Regions from separate parts of the Mus musculus genome. Here all the other regions are linked to region 1. A link is a contact called in public HiChIP or PLAC-seq data. All regions are on one chromosome and are shown on one strand. Each heading gives the region's core, a stretch centred on a gene start, on an enhancer-like site or on the middle of the called end of the contact. The rest is flanking DNA. Distances are from core to core; before and after follow the strand shown. Region 1 holds the start of Mrpl13 (mitochondrial ribosomal protein L13). Region 2 has its middle 100 kb from the start of Gm46516. Region 3 has its middle 6.3 kb from the start of Gm35312.

The links. HiChIP or PLAC-seq counts read pairs in DNA pulled down with a chosen protein or histone mark.
Region 2: a contact with region 1 is called in an H3K4me3 HiChIP or PLAC-seq map of stem cell-derived neural progenitor cells, with 20 read pairs. The contact joins the enhancer-like site here to the promoter of Mrpl13 in region 1. A contact is called at or near these places in 17 of 39 promoter capture datasets (the 3T3-L1 cell line, 3T3-L1-derived adipocytes, the C10 cell line and 11 more), 1 of 15 datasets of contacts at CTCF or cohesin (the NIH/3T3 cell line), 1 of 484 Hi-C or Micro-C datasets (bone marrow-derived macrophages), 18 of 115 datasets of contacts at active chromatin or transcription factors (bone marrow-derived macrophages, craniofacial prominence, embryonic basal ganglia and 12 more) and 2 of 9 other capture datasets (adipose tissue and liver).
Region 3: an H3K4me3 HiChIP or PLAC-seq map of embryonic stem cells shows a contact between it and region 1, with 13 read pairs. The contact joins the enhancer-like site here to the promoter of Mrpl13 in region 1. A contact is called at or near these places in 9 of 39 promoter capture datasets (the C10 cell line, the HPC-7 cell line, cranial neural crest and 6 more), 11 of 484 Hi-C or Micro-C datasets (B cells, the C2C12 cell line, the HPC-7 cell line and 8 more), 29 of 115 datasets of contacts at active chromatin or transcription factors (the 230-238 cell line, DN3 thymocytes, the NIH/3T3 cell line and 21 more) and 3 of 9 other capture datasets (adipose tissue, liver and pancreatic islet).

The regions. Positions count from the first base shown.
Region 1 is chr15:55,554,292-55,559,437 of GRCm38.p6, forward strand. It overlaps Mrpl13 (mitochondrial ribosomal protein L13), which reads right to left and starts at 3,021. Exons shown (of 7, transcript NM_026759.3): 1 at 2,967-3,021; 2 at 1,029-1,152. The coding sequence starts at 2,993. It overlaps Mtbp (Mdm2, transformed 3T3 cell double minute p53 binding protein), which reads left to right and starts at 3,117. Exons shown (of 22, transcript NM_134092.3): 1 at 3,117-3,446; 2 at 4,210-4,290. The coding sequence starts at 3,329.
Region 2 is chr15:56,024,555-56,029,700 of GRCm38.p6, forward strand. No RefSeq gene overlaps it. Among named protein-coding and RNA genes, the nearest start is that of Gm46516, 100 kb to the left of the region's middle. Within about 2 kb of position 3,132, at least 15 of the 459 cell types and tissues checked have an H3K27ac peak or open chromatin away from gene starts, as enhancers often do. A contact at or near this core is called in neural progenitor cells, neural stem cells and stem cell-derived neural progenitor cells, where this site is marked.
Region 3 is chr15:55,285,836-55,290,981 of GRCm38.p6, forward strand. No RefSeq gene overlaps it. Among named protein-coding and RNA genes, the nearest start is that of Gm35312, 6.3 kb to the left of the region's middle. Within about 2 kb of position 2,081, at least 6 of the 459 cell types and tissues checked have an H3K27ac peak or open chromatin away from gene starts, as enhancers often do. A contact at or near this core is called in the HPC-7 cell line and embryonic stem cells, where this site is marked.

The sequences.
Region 1 (5,146 bases), core at 1,771-4,270:
ATGTATGAACAAAATAGTGTACAGAACAGCAGTCCAAAAAAGTACAGAAGGAAGGGGTGGCGAGATGGTGCCGGATCGCAGGAACGCTGCTCTTTAGTTTATAGATTCAGCATGCTGTTTAGGCAGGGTGTAGGGACACAGAAGAAGAGTCACAGGACACAGAAGTAGAGAAGACTTCAAACCACACCATCAGAAAGGACACAGACACTATGAATTAAGATGGGGAAAATTGAGAAGGCCAGTTGGTTTGGGTAGGGAAAACCAGGAGTATAATGTCTCTAACTGGGCTGATGACTAATGGATATCCAAGAGGACATGCTGAGCAGACAGTAGGTTCAGAGTTCAGCATACAGGTCAAAAACAGAGACGGGCATATGGAAGTATTATCATACACATAGGTTTTAGAGATCTGAGGCAGAAATCAGCAACTTAATGAATGAGAAGAGGTCCAAAGACTGCACACTAGGATGTGTCCACATTTCAGTGTGAGGAAAATTTGGATATGACAGGAAAATGCCTCAGTAAAAGGTCATGTCGAAATGCCTACAAGCAAAACTCTTCTAGAATGAAAAGTTTATTTTATAAACAGCATACAGAAACAAATCTTCAATTCAAGAGTGAAAGGCAACTTATCACATCAAGCTGGCTCTACCTTCCCAGGGGAAAAATTTTAGAAAATAGGCAACATCTATTAAAACCTCTCCACTCAAAGGCATGTCGTCATGAGAAGAGACTAGTGGAAGAAGGGAAACTCAATTTACAGTGGAAATCAGGACAGCACTGGAGTGCAAGTAAGGTTACTGGTGGGTTTTTGTTTAGTAATAGTATCAAATGGGACTGTTTAAAACACACACACACCATCAAATTCAGTTTAGCACCTGATGAGGTCTTCCAGAAGGAATAGAATAGAGAATCTTTATATACACGCAGAAAGGAGCCCTTGAACACAGTCCCGTGAAACCTCATGAAGTTCCTATTCTGGAGTTGTAAAGCACGGCTGCCCATGACGGATCTAAGGCAGTACTTACTCAGCTGATGGTACACTGGTTTATTTAATCCTTGCAGTTTGTTGGATGCTATAACCGCAAGTTTGCCAGGGGGCTGCATTTTGCCATCTAAGAGATACCACATTCGAGCAAAAGTGGCCCATTGCTAGGAAATAAAGAGAATAAGAAAATTCTAGTTAAAATGGAAACAATTAAAACCATTACTATACACTATTATGGGTATTCTATAACTAATGCCAGCAATTACTTTGAAAAACAGACTATCACTAGTTTGTGTGGGTGTGTAATTTGTTTCCATTACCAGTTCTGAGGTCTTTTCTTGTTATGGCATTAAGATAGTAAGGCATGTTACACAGAAAGCTGAGTGGCCAACTGCCAACTGAAGATTATTCAAGAACTCAGTTCTAGGAGAGCTAAACACAACTATGCAATCAGAGCAGTATAGCTTAGATTCAGTATGTCTATGTGTGTGTGAGAACTGAGAAACCAGGCAAGCACTCTACCACTGAGACCCATCACTAACCCCTTTCATGCTTTTGAGACAAGAGTCTCACCAAGTTACTCAGCTTAGCCTCGAGTTCACCCTGTACCCGCCAAAGGCTTGAAATTACAACTATCCCCACTTCATTCTCTAGAATAGCTGGTATTACAGGCCTGTCTTCCAAGACATCTTTAGGTCATCTGATAAAATCACTGTCTTCAATGCCTCCAAACTAAGGAAATTATCTCTATTCCAGAAAGATCTTGTCCAGGTACTTTCATATGCATATACACAAGGATTATATGCTAGAAAAATACACTTATAAGCTTGTGGTTTCATATTAGTTATCCTAAATTTTAAACTAGCCTATGCATACGCAAAAGACAAGTTTACCACATTCCATGTGAACTAATACTTTAAAAAAGCTTGATAAATAATAGAAATACTGCCACATGTCAACTTGCTGTCAAAGTTTTAAATATTCACATCTGTTATTTACCTGATTATAGACAGGTAACAACTACATTTAAAGGAAATGTACTTCAAGTAGTGTTAGGCTAGGAGTTGTCTTGGATTAACATATCAGAAACTAATTCTTTCTCTTCTATCTAGAATCTGCTTCAGTTTCAGTATTCCCTATGAGTCAGCCTTCCGGTTGCCCAAACCAGAATTCTTAAAAGTTATTCTTGTTTCTCTTTACACCCACATTCAAATCTTTAATATATATTGTGGACTTCTTAGAACTCCAATGTTTCAGCCTGACTTGTAAAATGAGTATTTTGTGTGGTACACTAAAATAGAATTCTAACTGAATTCTCCCTTTAGCCCTTCAAAGATCTCCCATCTGTGAACAGTTTATCTTCCACCTGGCGGCTTGAGTGCTTGCTTGATCCTTCTGATGCCTAAGACTTCTAGGTCAAAACTCTACAACAGGTCTTCATTCTTTATAAACAGTCTTAAGCAGCGCAGGCTTGACTTCAAGCTCACTAAGTATCGGAGAAGGCTGGCCTTGAACTTCGGATCTTTCTCCCTCCACCTCCCAAGTGCTAGGATAACATGCGTGCACCATAATTCCAGGTTTATGCGGTGTTGGGGATGGAACCCAGGCATGCTACGCTACATCAGCTACAGCTCCACACCTTCCCTTCCCCCTCCCCTACTGTACTAAACAAAAATAAACATCTTTTAGTGGTTTTTACTGCCCCACGTCATTCAACCTATTATTTCACTTTAGCTCTCTTTCCGCAAGGAACAAAAGACACGAAAGGGGCAGACTGAGGAGAGAAAGGAGCCAAAACAAAGATATCAAGTGGTAGGCAGACTCACAACCCTCTGGTAAGTGACTCCTAAAGCATTTCTTGGGTACGGGTGTCAGCTTCCCTGAAAGCTCAGCTTCTGCACTAAATCCCTGTGAACACTGCTCTTCATTTTCGCCAGCGTACTGAGCACACTATCCTGCCCGAAACGCGCAAACTCACCTGGGGCGCCCTAGAGAAGCTGGACATGCTCTCCGACCCGCGGCGTCCTTTACTTTGCACCCGCCCCGCCGGGGAACCAGCACCACGGGTCCGGCGGGAAACACAGACACCCGAGCATGAAGGTTCCTACTGCCGTCGCGTGCGCTCATCTGCTTCCCCGCCACACTCGGGTCCCCGCCGGTAGCGGTTTCGTTATGAGAGGAGCAGAGAGTGTGGCTCCTGAGAGAATAATTTCCCACAATAATTGGCGGGAAAACCGACGTAGGACATTATTTTGCAGCCAACCTGAGCGGCAGGAAACCGGAAGTGCACGTTGCGCGCGGCTCTTTTGAGACCTAACACTGAGTCCGGGCGCGAAGAGGATGGATCGGTACTTGCTGCTGGTCACCTGGAGGGAAGGGAAGTTTCGATCCGTGGCGGGTGGGGAGATCGAGCCTGGCACTGAGGCGACATCCCTGGAGAGCACCGACAAACAGCCCGGTAAGCTCTGGGCGGAGAAGAGGCGGGAACGACCGGCGGCGGGGAAGCGAAGGATTTGAGTTTCTGATGAAATCCCGGAGGGAGGCGCATAGGTCGAATGGTCCCGGGAACGTGCAACTAACTCTCTGAAGTAGTTTCTATAAGAACTGAGCAGTAGTATGTCAATGGAAAAGATATAAAGTTGTGGGTATTAGATGCCAGTGTCCCAAGTGCTTGGTGAACTGAATATTTGCCTGGTTGAATCTTCTGGTGGCATAGTCATCGAATTTTTGCTTTTAGGGAAGGTATGCTTGCAGAAAGAAGTGTCCCTTGGCGTTCCTACCACCTTGAAGAAAGCACAGAAAGAAATGATAGGTTCTGCAGATCTGAGTTTTACATTCTATGAAGGAAACATTCCACACTAAAAAAAGAGAAATGACCAGCTTTAAAAGATTTTAGCTGCATTGCTTTTTTGGCGTACTTGACTAATCTCAATATTACGTTTTCCTTGTTTTGATTAAGCAGACATTTTTAGGAAGAAATGTATATAGTTCGTATATACTTCTTTTGGAAGGAAGTTTTGATTTCTTGTTACTGATTAGCATATACAAATGAGGAGACTTGGCTGTTTTCTCTGCGGTGTCAGCACTTGAATAGACTTGGTCAACATGTATTCTGTCTACAACTTACTGGCCTTCAGATCCTCTGATAGTGAAATGGAAACAGGCCCTAGATTATGTTAACTCTTGAGTTAGATGACTGAGTCAGGTCTTTATTTTTATAGATTTGACCGCAACCAATATTTATCACCTCTTGAAGAGAAGCATCAGCGATTCAATCCATCCAGATGACAGTACATTCCCTGGTAAGTACAGAAGTGTAATGGTAATGAAATTCCTCTCCTATCCACCACCACCCCCCACCCCCAAAGTCTGACACAGCATTTTTTTGGAAATCAGTCAGTTTGATAACCTAGGAGTACAAGAAAGACTTGTTGACTTGAGAGGCACAGGGCTATGGGGGTATCTTAAAGAAAACCTCAACTACATTACTATTCCTTCCTGATATTTGAATGTTGTAAGTTTTTATAAAAGTTATTCTGGGTTCCCATTGTGAGAGTTTTGCTTCCATATAACCCTTGCTCTCCTGGAACTCTTTATCTGTAGACCGGCCTGGCCTTGAACTCACAGAGATCTGCCTGCTTCTGTCTTCCCAAGTGCTGGGATTAAAGGCATGTGCCACCACTGCCCTGCTTGTGGAAGGGTTCTTGTCTTGAGTAAAGACAACCCGTTACAGCTCCCACTCTGCCTTCTTTACCACATGTGGGTGTTGTTTTCCTGTCTATTTTACTGATTCTCTTAAAGCAAAAACAGCTTTGAGTCATCTGCTTTGACTTTCTGAAGTTCTCACTACTTTTTTTTTTGGGGGGGGGGCAAGAAATCTTCCCTACTTTTAGTTCTATTGGTACTTTACAAATATATCTATTTGTAAATGTATTTGATAATTTTCTTCTCTTTTACTTCTCCATCTGATAATATCCTTTAAGGCCCAGAAAATATGAATATGGAGACAGATCAGATCCTACAAGCTGAAGGAAGTGTCTATAGTTGGCAGGAAAAAATAGCCTCCTTTTGAGAGCTGCAGCTCTCATGATTCTGTTATAATCGGCTCCCTTCCTTATTGGAGAACCTCTAGTCTCGGGGGCAGCTCTCACCACTAAG
Region 2 (5,146 bases), core at 1,882-4,381, 470 kb after region 1:
AGAAGCCTGTGAGCTCATCATATAAAAGCAAATGATGGTGCATCAGAAGCATACACAGGGGCTTTTCCTTACAGTCTTACTGTAAATGCTCCATACTCACAGGCAGGTATTGAGGGTGTAAGTCCACCAGAGCAGAGAGATTGAAAAGCCCTACTGAGCATGCTGTGAATACCAGAAAGGTCCCAAACACTTGGAGAAAGCCTCTGGCTATAAATGGAGGTGACATACTCCAAACCTGAATGGATCAATGTCTGAAGCCAAGGAATAAAACCCAAGGAGGCCAAGAGATGCCCTATAGGATCAGTAACCATCCTGAACACATCCCCGTATTAGCATTTCTCCTAGGCTCCACCTAACAGTTACCTAGCAACAACCAGGTAAGAGCCTGGCTTGCTATAAAAGGACTGCTCTCTCTCTCTCTCTCTCTCTCTCTCTCTCTCTCTCTCTCTCCCCTTCTCTGCCATCTTCCCCCTCCACATGTTCCCAGCCAGCCTCTTTCCTTCTTTCTCTTTTCTCTCTGTCCCCCTCCTTTCCCACACACCCCTTCTCATGCCCCAAATAAACTTCGTTTTATACTAGACCCACCATATGGCTGATACCTCAGTGGGGATGCCTTGGCATGGGCCCCCAAGGACACCCATTCCCTCTGCATCATGCTACCACATTACAAAACATATCACTCCCCAACTTACACAGTGCATAGGCACTTCCACAAATGGAAGGCCACTCCTAAATAGGAGGACGCTAGTTATCCAACATTCAAACCCCAATAACAGGAAATGTGTGGAAGAAATAGAGTGCAGTATATCTCACACAGAGACTGATATTGCCCTGTTTTCCCTAAGGGAAGTATTTAAGATATTCGTACCAGATACATTTTTTCCTTTACTGTGCTTCACAATAATCCCAGAAGCAACTTGTTCAAGTGTAGGCCCTCAAGCCGAAGCAGATCTCACTGGTTGGTCTCTTCAGTGGTGACAAGAGTGATGGATAATTAGTTTAATTAACAATAATTTAACGGAGACAAGAGAAGCTCCATAGGACCACTGTCCTGGTGTGGTGGCTGTCTTGGTGTGTGTGCTACACACTTAAGAACTAGACTCTGTGGAGATTGGAGATACTTGAGTCAAGAGGATTAGGAGGGAGGGAGGGAGAGAGAGAGAGACAGAGGGGGAGAGAGAGAGAGAGACAGAGAGAGAGACAGAGAGAGGGAGACAGAGAGAGAGACAGACAGACAGACAGACAGGGATAAGCACAGAGAGACAGACAGAGATAAGCACAGAGAGACAGACAGAGATAAGAACAGAGAGACAGAGAGGCAGAGAGACAGAGTGAGAAAAAGCGAGGCTCACCATGGAAGTAGGCTAGTTTTCACAACAGGGTCTCAGTGGGTGCTGTACGTACACTCATTTAAGATTTGTGGGGAATTTTAGGAAAGTACTGGTGGAGACTGGGAGCACGGGGGACTCCAAGGCAAGGGTGGGTGTATGCAAAAAAGGGGTTTCAATATATAGGTTTCAGGAGGATATGGATTGGTGGGGAATGAAGGACTTTAATATGATCCTTGTTCTAATGAGCTGAGTATGGCAAAATCACTGGTCTTGTCAAGGACACTAGATAAACAGCTATTGTACAATCCCATTGACAAAGAAACAGAAGATACACAGTGCTCAGGATGTGAAGCCATGTTGAATGGAGGATGGCTGAAAGATCAAGAAATATTTAACCCACAAGAAGCAACTTCAGGTGCCAGGAGCCAACTTTAAATATTTAAGTCTTTCACTTAGAAGAGCGATTACATTTATACATTAAAGCTCCAGGCCAACCTAGGACCAAGATGCTAGGAGTTACAGACAACTTTTAATTTCCTCAACAGAGCAGACAATTCTAGCCGAGAAGTCTGAAGACTGGATGAGTTGGGACAGGAACAGGCAGAGTTCAGGTACAGGTTGGCCAGGATATTAGAGAGATCGAGTGTAATTTAGCAAGTTTAATTTTCCTCGTTTACTTTCATAACCATTAAGGATGGAGATAATATCAACTGTGAAATTGCCAGCAAGGATTAAATTAAATTGCCATAGTACCTAGTTCTTTATATTGTGTGGCATGTGTATGTATGGCATGTGTGTGTATGTGTGTGTGTGTATGTGTATGTGAGAGAGAGAGACATATGTGTGTGTGTATATTTGTGTGTATGTGTATATGCCTATGTGTGCATGTATGCATATGTACACATGTGTGTGTATGTGCATGTGTATATGTGGCATGTATGTATGTGTATTTGTATGTGTGTATGCATGTATAGGTATGTATGTGGTGTGTGTGTGTGTTTGATTTCTTGTCTTCCCTTAACCCGAAATGCTATGACTCCAAAGCCTTCTTTGGGAGAGGCGTTGAAAGAAGTAGTTTTTCTCCTGTGTTTACTATGTATTTCTCAGCATTGTAAAAAGTGTTTCATTGCATTTAAAAGTGTTGTTTCCTGTTAAAATGTTTTCATATCATTTTCTCCAATCAAAGAAGTTCCATCTTTAACATGGGGAAAGCATTTGACACAACCCAAGACTGAAAAATGCCCTTCCTTGGTTGGGCAGAATGGAAAATGAGGTTTCATTCTCTCTTTTCTTTTCCTTTCCTTTCCTTTCCTTTCCTTTCCTTTCCTTTCCTTTCCTTTCCTTTCTTTTCTTTTCTTTTCTTTTCTTTTTTCTTTTTTTACAGAGGGGTTAAAGAAGACAGAGACGGATGAGCCATGCAACCCTGTCCCCAGGGTAACAGCATGATTTGATTGTGTTTACATATCAGGCTGGTGTTTGGGAAGCTCCAAGCCTAATGGGGCACGTTTATCAAATTGCAAACAGGACCGCTTATGCACTGCCTGTGATAAAGTACCATCACAGAGTGGAGTATCTGTCCTAGCAGAAGATGATTATTTCCCAAGATAAAAGCTAACTACCAGATGCCAACGCAATTCATCAATTCAATGACAAAAGAAAAAAAGAGAGAGAGAGATTCAAGCAAATCACTTCTTTGCTGTAGTGGAAGGCAAACAATGGGTTGATTGACTGGGTTTTGGCCACAAACACTGCCATGGCAAACTTACACCAAGGCCGAGGTATTCATGGGGACTTTCATTTGAATGTAATTGTTACTGGGGAGCTTTCTTTGTGCTTTCCAATTTGCTCCTGAGTTACTTGTGGGAGTAGAAGTTCAGTGATTGAATCATCACTAAGAGAAAGGGGTTACTTTCAGGAACTGTGGTTTGAATTTCAAATCGGCCAGCACTCTGTAGTATCAAAGAATGACAATATATATGGATGGCAGGGGCTCACTTTATAAAGGAAGAAATCCTATCCTGATGTCAATACACCTCTGAGCAGACATCTCAAAATCTAAGGGAAACAGGTGTTTGGGTTTTGTTTTCTAGTTTATAGGCCAGCAGGAGCTGAACACTCATGAGCTTTGAAATAAAAAAGACACTTTATTTAATACATGTGTGTGTGTGTACCAGGTGTTGTGTCAAGCTCTGAGAATTTTAATTAATAGGCTGCATGTCACCCATAGATAACACTAAGAGGGTTGGAGTGGAAAGGCCAGGCATTTATCATATAAAGATTCTTTCAATCTCAGTGTCAGACATGGGATAAGTTGTTAACTCAATGATGTTGCCCTCAACAGTAACCGGAAAATGATTGTTCTCTTCACTTTGTGACCCTACCCTCTATCCTACAGGTCATTAGGAGTAGAACAAATGATCTCTTTCTGGTTTTGATTCATGTTATTCCGGAAAGCCTCCAAACCAAACAAGGAGCCAACCAAACAGAAAACCCTTTGTCACCTCTATGAACTGTAGATAGAGTTGGAATGAGTTAGTATCATTGTGTAAGGCTCCTCCTGTGAGGGCTTGTTTCTCAAGGTCCAGAGATAGACACTCTCTTATATTTTTGCTTTCCCAGAGAATGCTTCAAGAGAATTGCCTTCAGTTCCTAACTGTTAAGTCTCTTAACTGCATACTGTGAATAGCTTGGCATGAATACTGACTGGTCCTACAATTTACTGGATTCTACCAATGACTGTGTCTAAGGAAAGCTGTGAGGTATAGTTGTCCTAGACATCACTTTCTGGTAGACAGAACTGCTTGGGGGCTTTTAATATGGATATGGGTCTACTTTGCAGAGACTAGGGAATACAGAAAGGAGGATCTCACTGATAAGGAAATAAATCCATGCATCTTAACAATAGGATGAGTTCAGATACATTCATGGTTAGATGACTTCATCATTATGCAAACATTTTAGAATGTATTTCCACAAGACCTATGCAACCGTGACAACACTGGGTTTTATAATCTTATAAAACTACCTCAGTGTATCCAATTACCATTGAACAAAAGTCATTGTCACTTGTGTTTCAATCACTATTAGTTGGTAACTATAATTTCAAATACAAACACTATGTATAACGAAGAAAACTTTGGTGTCTGATACCACTTTCACAAGAAAATGTGTCCATAGTTCCAAGCAATTAAATTCAGGCAAAATTTGTATTAGAGCCTTTTGAGAAGTTAGAGGAAAGGAAATGATAAGAATTTAACAATCCTTCCATCTTTTTCCTAATACCCTTCTTTTGCTCCAGGTACTAATAATGTATATTTTATCCTTAGTACAGAGGTTCATCTAAACTTATTGTTTCCCCTGGATAACTGAGTAAAAATCTCTATCATGTACCAGAAAAGAAAATCCATTGACAAATATTTGCAAATGTTATCCAAACTTCTGACATCCATAGGAGATGTTGATGCTACTTAAGAAGCCATCAGAATCTTTAAAGTTGTGAATTAAATGAGAAAACAGAAGTCCAAATCAAGTCTATAAAACCAAACCAAAACAAGAGATTGTTTTACAGGGAAAGGCAGAGAGTAAGAAAACAAGGAAGAGAGAGAGAGAGAGAGAGAGAGAGAGAGAGAGAGAGAGAGAGAGAGAAAAGGAACCAGGAAGCAGAGAATTTGGGAGAAAAACCTTGAGATGGTGGAGAAGATAGAATGACGACACTGGGACACTACACAGGAGACAGACAGACAGACAGACAGACAGACTAGCCCATCTGGGATGGATGGTGGTCAAGAAGCCTTTGGTCATTACCAAAAATCTCC
Region 3 (5,146 bases), core at 831-3,330, 270 kb before region 1:
CTACATGATATAAGGAGAAAAATGGACTCTTGTAAGTACCTCTACCCATGTGCTGCAGCGGGTGCGTGTCTCCCCAACACACACACACACACACACACACACACTGTGTAAATGTGGGAGGTAATTTTAAACAGCATTACTAATCTGTGTATTGGGCCACCTATCTAGAATACTAACATTCAGAAAGATGAGGCAGGAAGTTACTACTTTGAATCTAGCCTGAGCTACTTTACGAGACCTTGTCTCAAACAAAAGAAAACACCCATAAAAAGAAATTGCTGGCTCTAAAATAGTAAGCAAGAAGTGTCTTAATATCTAGAGGCTTCTCCCAAGCATGCGGAGCTGAGGTTATCCTCGCCCGGTGACTCTGAAGACATCTAAGAGCTTGGTGCCAAGGAAACAGTTTACTTAAGACAAGTCCATCTAAGAGTCACTTCATTTCAGAACTGTGGAGAGAAGCAAGTCACTTACCTTCTCTGTTTGAAAAGACAGAGAAGTGCGGGGGTGGGGGGTGGGGGGTGGGGGGAAAGATTAATGGAGCCGCACCCCTCGGCCAAATCCAGCCTGCACACTCACTGGTGTGCAGAAAGGGAACTGTGCATGTTTGGGAAAGGATGTCTGTCCCTTGTGTCTTCCTCCTCCTCCTGTCTTGGAAAAAAAAAAAAGAATATCTTTGTACTGATCAATTCTATCTGGGGATTAAAGCACATTTAGTTTTAGAGGTACTTTAGGGATGGGATGTAGCTTAATGATAGAAGACATGCTTAGCATACTGAAGCCCCTAGATTCTATTTCCAACAACTCTTCTTAAAAATGAAAGGTAGTAGATTTTTTTCCATTTTAACCAAAACCTCCCCAAACAGTATAGTTAGTTCATGACCAAGAGTTCAAACACAGGAGCCTGTGGGAGATGTTTTGCATTCAGAACACATCCATCACTAACATCAAATTTCTTTTTCTTTTTTTTCTGAGACAGAGTTTCTCTGTATAGCCCTGGCTGTCCTGGAACTCACTTTGTAGACCTCGAACTCAGAAATCCACCTGCCTCTGCCTCCCAAGTGCTGGGATTAAAGGCGTGTGCCACCACGCCCACTAACATCAAATTTCTTATTTTTCCTCCATAAACTGCACTCCTAGATTCTTTCCAGGGCCAGTGGCGGGAGTTACCCAGAGCCTGAGACCTTTAGATATTACCAATCCCACTGACTGGTAGGAAGAGGGTCAGAAGTAGGATTCTCTGATAGCTCATGAACTCTTTTTTTTTTTTCTTTCCTTTTGCACTCCCCTCCTCCCCCAGCAGGCAGGTGGAAGGGGCAATAAATGTTAAGACATGGTCTCATCAGGTAGCCAAGGACAACCTCAAACTTAGTCTTCCTGACGGCCTCCCAAGTATGGACATTACGAGCATCATGCCGTTCTTGAACTGTTCTTCTTCAGATCAGTGTCACGTGGTCCAGAGTCAAGGTCGAAATGCAGGCTATAGACTTTCAATCTCACTGGACATGTGGAAGAATGTTGAGGTGACGTGTGCGGCAGAACGACACGGGTCTTTTACTATGAAAGTGTGAGGCACGCAGGGCAGATGGCGGAGGGGCTCTGACTGCTGAGTCCCCAGATGGTGCATGCATGAGTAGCTTCCGTTTGACCATCCAGGCAGCATGGCAGACATAGAATATATGTTGAAGGAGGAAAGTATTTGTGGGTGCAAAAATTTGGGATGGATCTGGAAGTTAACAAAGAAAAGATTTTTAGTTTGAGGCTATTCAAGTGACTTTTCTTTGGCTAAAGGGACACAATATCAAGTCTCTGGGGAGACAGAGAGACTATCAGTGAATTCAATAGGAAAGAAGAGCTAGACTAATAGTCACCCTTGGGAAGGGGAGGGAGCAGTGCTGTCCAGCTTGTGATTTAATAAGAGAGTTTGGTCTAAGTGGGAGGACATTTCCTCATCTTCAGTCTTTAAATAGGCTGTGGTGATTATCATGTGCAATCTGCATTTTCCTTGCCTGGCCAGGGCCTGGGTGCCTTCTTGGCTTCTCATTGTCATGCTAGCTATTTCTAGCCACATAGATCACCTGACTTCCCCTCCATTCTCCACCTCACCCTCTATGGCTCAGGGTCCGGCCTGGAGCAACCCCTTGCTTTGCAGCCTTGGTGTGTGGAAGTTATAAAGCTTCCTTATCCACGTTGCTGACCACTGCCCCACCATTTCCAGGAGCCCCAGCAATGACTGGGTCCCAACAGAAACTTGTCTGAGGTCCTCAGCATCAGTTACTATCTCTGTTCACTGTTTCCTTGGTTCTGTCAATTGCCAAGATAGCCAGGCTCAGGAATGACTATTGCTTCTGGAGTCTTGACTGGGTAGGAAATACTCTCTCCTTCCATTGATCTCTTGCCAAGAACCAGCCTCTGCTTGGAGAGGGGTTCTGAGGAAGGGGTGTCTAGGAATGGCTAAACAAACAACTATAAGTCAAATTGTCCAGGCTGGTGGCCTATGTTCTTTCTGCTCTAGACCGCTTTCCAGGCTGCTCTCTTTCTCTCTGATGTGTTTTCTCTCTCTCTAAGTTCTGCTCCAGATGGTTCTCCAAGCAGTTCTCTCTGGCTATTCTAAAAAAAATTCTCTGAATAGCTTATCTCTTGCAGATCATAGGTCCAGTCTTTTATTTTACATATCAATTCAGTCATTTACTCCAGGTTTCCTTTTGATTGTCTCATGAATCAGCATCCGGAGACCCAAGGCCCTTGATTCCTAAGAGACTGCAAACACACATTTTCTGTTAACATTGCAAAAGAATTCAGAGGTCTACCTGTTAAGCACAGACAGCAAGCTAATTGAGTATGCCTCATCCTGAAATTACCATTTCTACCTCACCTGGACCTAAATTAGTTCTGTCTCAGGCTGACCTTGAACTCAGGAATCTGTCTGCCCGGGTAAGTAAAAACAAGATGATGTCCTGCAATTATCATTTCCTAAATCTCTTTATCTCCTTCCTTAGTATCTTTCCAACAAGTTGTCTCATAGTTAGCTGCCTTTATTCTTTTAGAATCAAGAGGCCTCTCATAAAATTCATATTGTATATTTTTTGCATATTTTTGAGGAATTATATATTTTGAACTCATGTTTTAAAGAGTTCTTTTCCACCCCCTTAAGGGCTGTCCTGAAGGACCCCAGGGCTTCCCATTTTGCTGAGACATTAGCCACACCTTAACCTCCTGGATTTGTGCTATTTCTGATTATCATGGAGTCATTAATATTAACAGGGAGAACATTGCTCGAAGGAGGAATGTAAAATGTGTACATTATTATACAAACAAGCCTTATGTCCTTGGCAGCCATTGACATTCATGGAGACCCCTGTCGTGTCTGTTGGCCTTGTTCCAGGGGCAGGGACCATGTCACTCTGTCCCCATGAAGACCATGCTGGACCCAGCAGCCTCTTCTCTGGGTTTTTGCCAAGGAAAAAAAGGAATCTCTGACCATTTTATTATTTTTTTTCTTTTTCTTTTTGGTTGTCTCCCCCCGCCCCTCCCCAGGGTTTCTCTGTATAGCCCTGGCTGTCCTGGAACTCACTTTGAGACCAGGCTGTCCTCCAACTCAGAAATCCACCTGCCTCTGCCTCCCGAGTGCTGGGATTAAAGGCGTGCGCCACCACTGCCCGGCTCATTTTATTCCTTTACTTTCTTTATATCCACCTTTTTTCTATAATCCATTTGGCCAAAAATGGTTAGGCAGAACCCTTTAAGGAAGAAAGCCCTCTAGTTAATGCTTTAAATGATCACTTCTCTTTACTTATTAATTACTAGTTATTATTAACACAATTGATGTGTGTGTGTGTGTGTGTGTGTGAGACAGAGACAGAGAGGAGAGGAGAGAGAGTTACATTTCCATTGCTGGGATAGAGCACAATGTCGAAATCATCACATAGAAGGAAGTGTTTATTTGGGCTTACTGTAACTAAGGATTAGAGTCCAAGGTGTTCAAATGGAACCATGGAGGGCGGGAGGGGGAGCCCGAATAGAAAGTTGAGAACTCGGGTGGTGGTGGCACACGACTTTAATCCCAGCACTCGGGAGGCAGAGGCAGGTGGATTTCTGAGTTCGAGGCCAGCCTGGTCTACAAAGTGAATTCCTGGACAGCCAGGGCTATACAACAAAGAAACCCTGTCTCAAAAAAAAAAAAAAAAAAAAAAAAAAAAAAAAATCAAAATCAAAAACAAAAACAAACAAACAAAAAAACCAAAAAAAAAAAAAAAAAAAAAAAAAAAGTTGAGAATTCGAAACTTGAACATTGAGGTAGAAAAACTGAGCTAGAAATGGCACCAGTCTCTAACGTCTCAAAGTCAACTTCCAGTGACATACGTTCTTTGGCAGGGCCAGATCTCTGAAGACTTTCCAAACTGTGCCACCATTGGGCACTTCTAATTCTCTAAGATTATTGGGGCATCTCATTCAGTGTGTGTCACACCATGCACAGTGTGTGTGTGTGTGTGTGTGTGTGTGTGTGTGTGTGTGTTTTATGTGTGCATTGTGTGACATGGCTAATGTCTGAGAACCACTTTAGGAAGCCTGTTCTTTTCTTCCATTTTGATGTGAGTTTCAGGAATCAGATTTGTGCCACTAGGCATGTGCTTCTCACTGAGACAGACTCCGTGCTCTCTTTGTTCAAGAATATTGCTTTGTGCCGGCAGTCCTGCCTCCTACCTCTAATCCCAGGAGTCAGGAGGTAGAGGCTGGAGGCAGGTGAACTCCCTGTGTGTTCATGGCCAGCCTGGTCTACAGAGTTTTAAGACGCTCAGTGCTACACAGTAAAACCATTTCTGTAGAAATAAATTCTACATGCTGTTTACCAACTGCAGGTGATAACTTTCTTCACTCATTTATTACATATGCTTTTTTTTTTTTAACTCTCTAGGACATGAACCCATTGTATCCCCTTGCAATTAAAAAAAAGACCTATTCTTTTAATATTGCTTACTTATCTATTAGTTTATTGCTCTCTCTCTCTCTCTCTCTCTCTCTCTCTCTCTGTGTGTGTGTGTGTGTGTGTGTGTGTGTGTGTGTGTGTATAGGGTCTGTCTCCCTCTTTCCTGTTGTGCCGTACACGTCTGGCTAGCAGACATTCTGGCCAGTTTCCCTGTCTCCACTT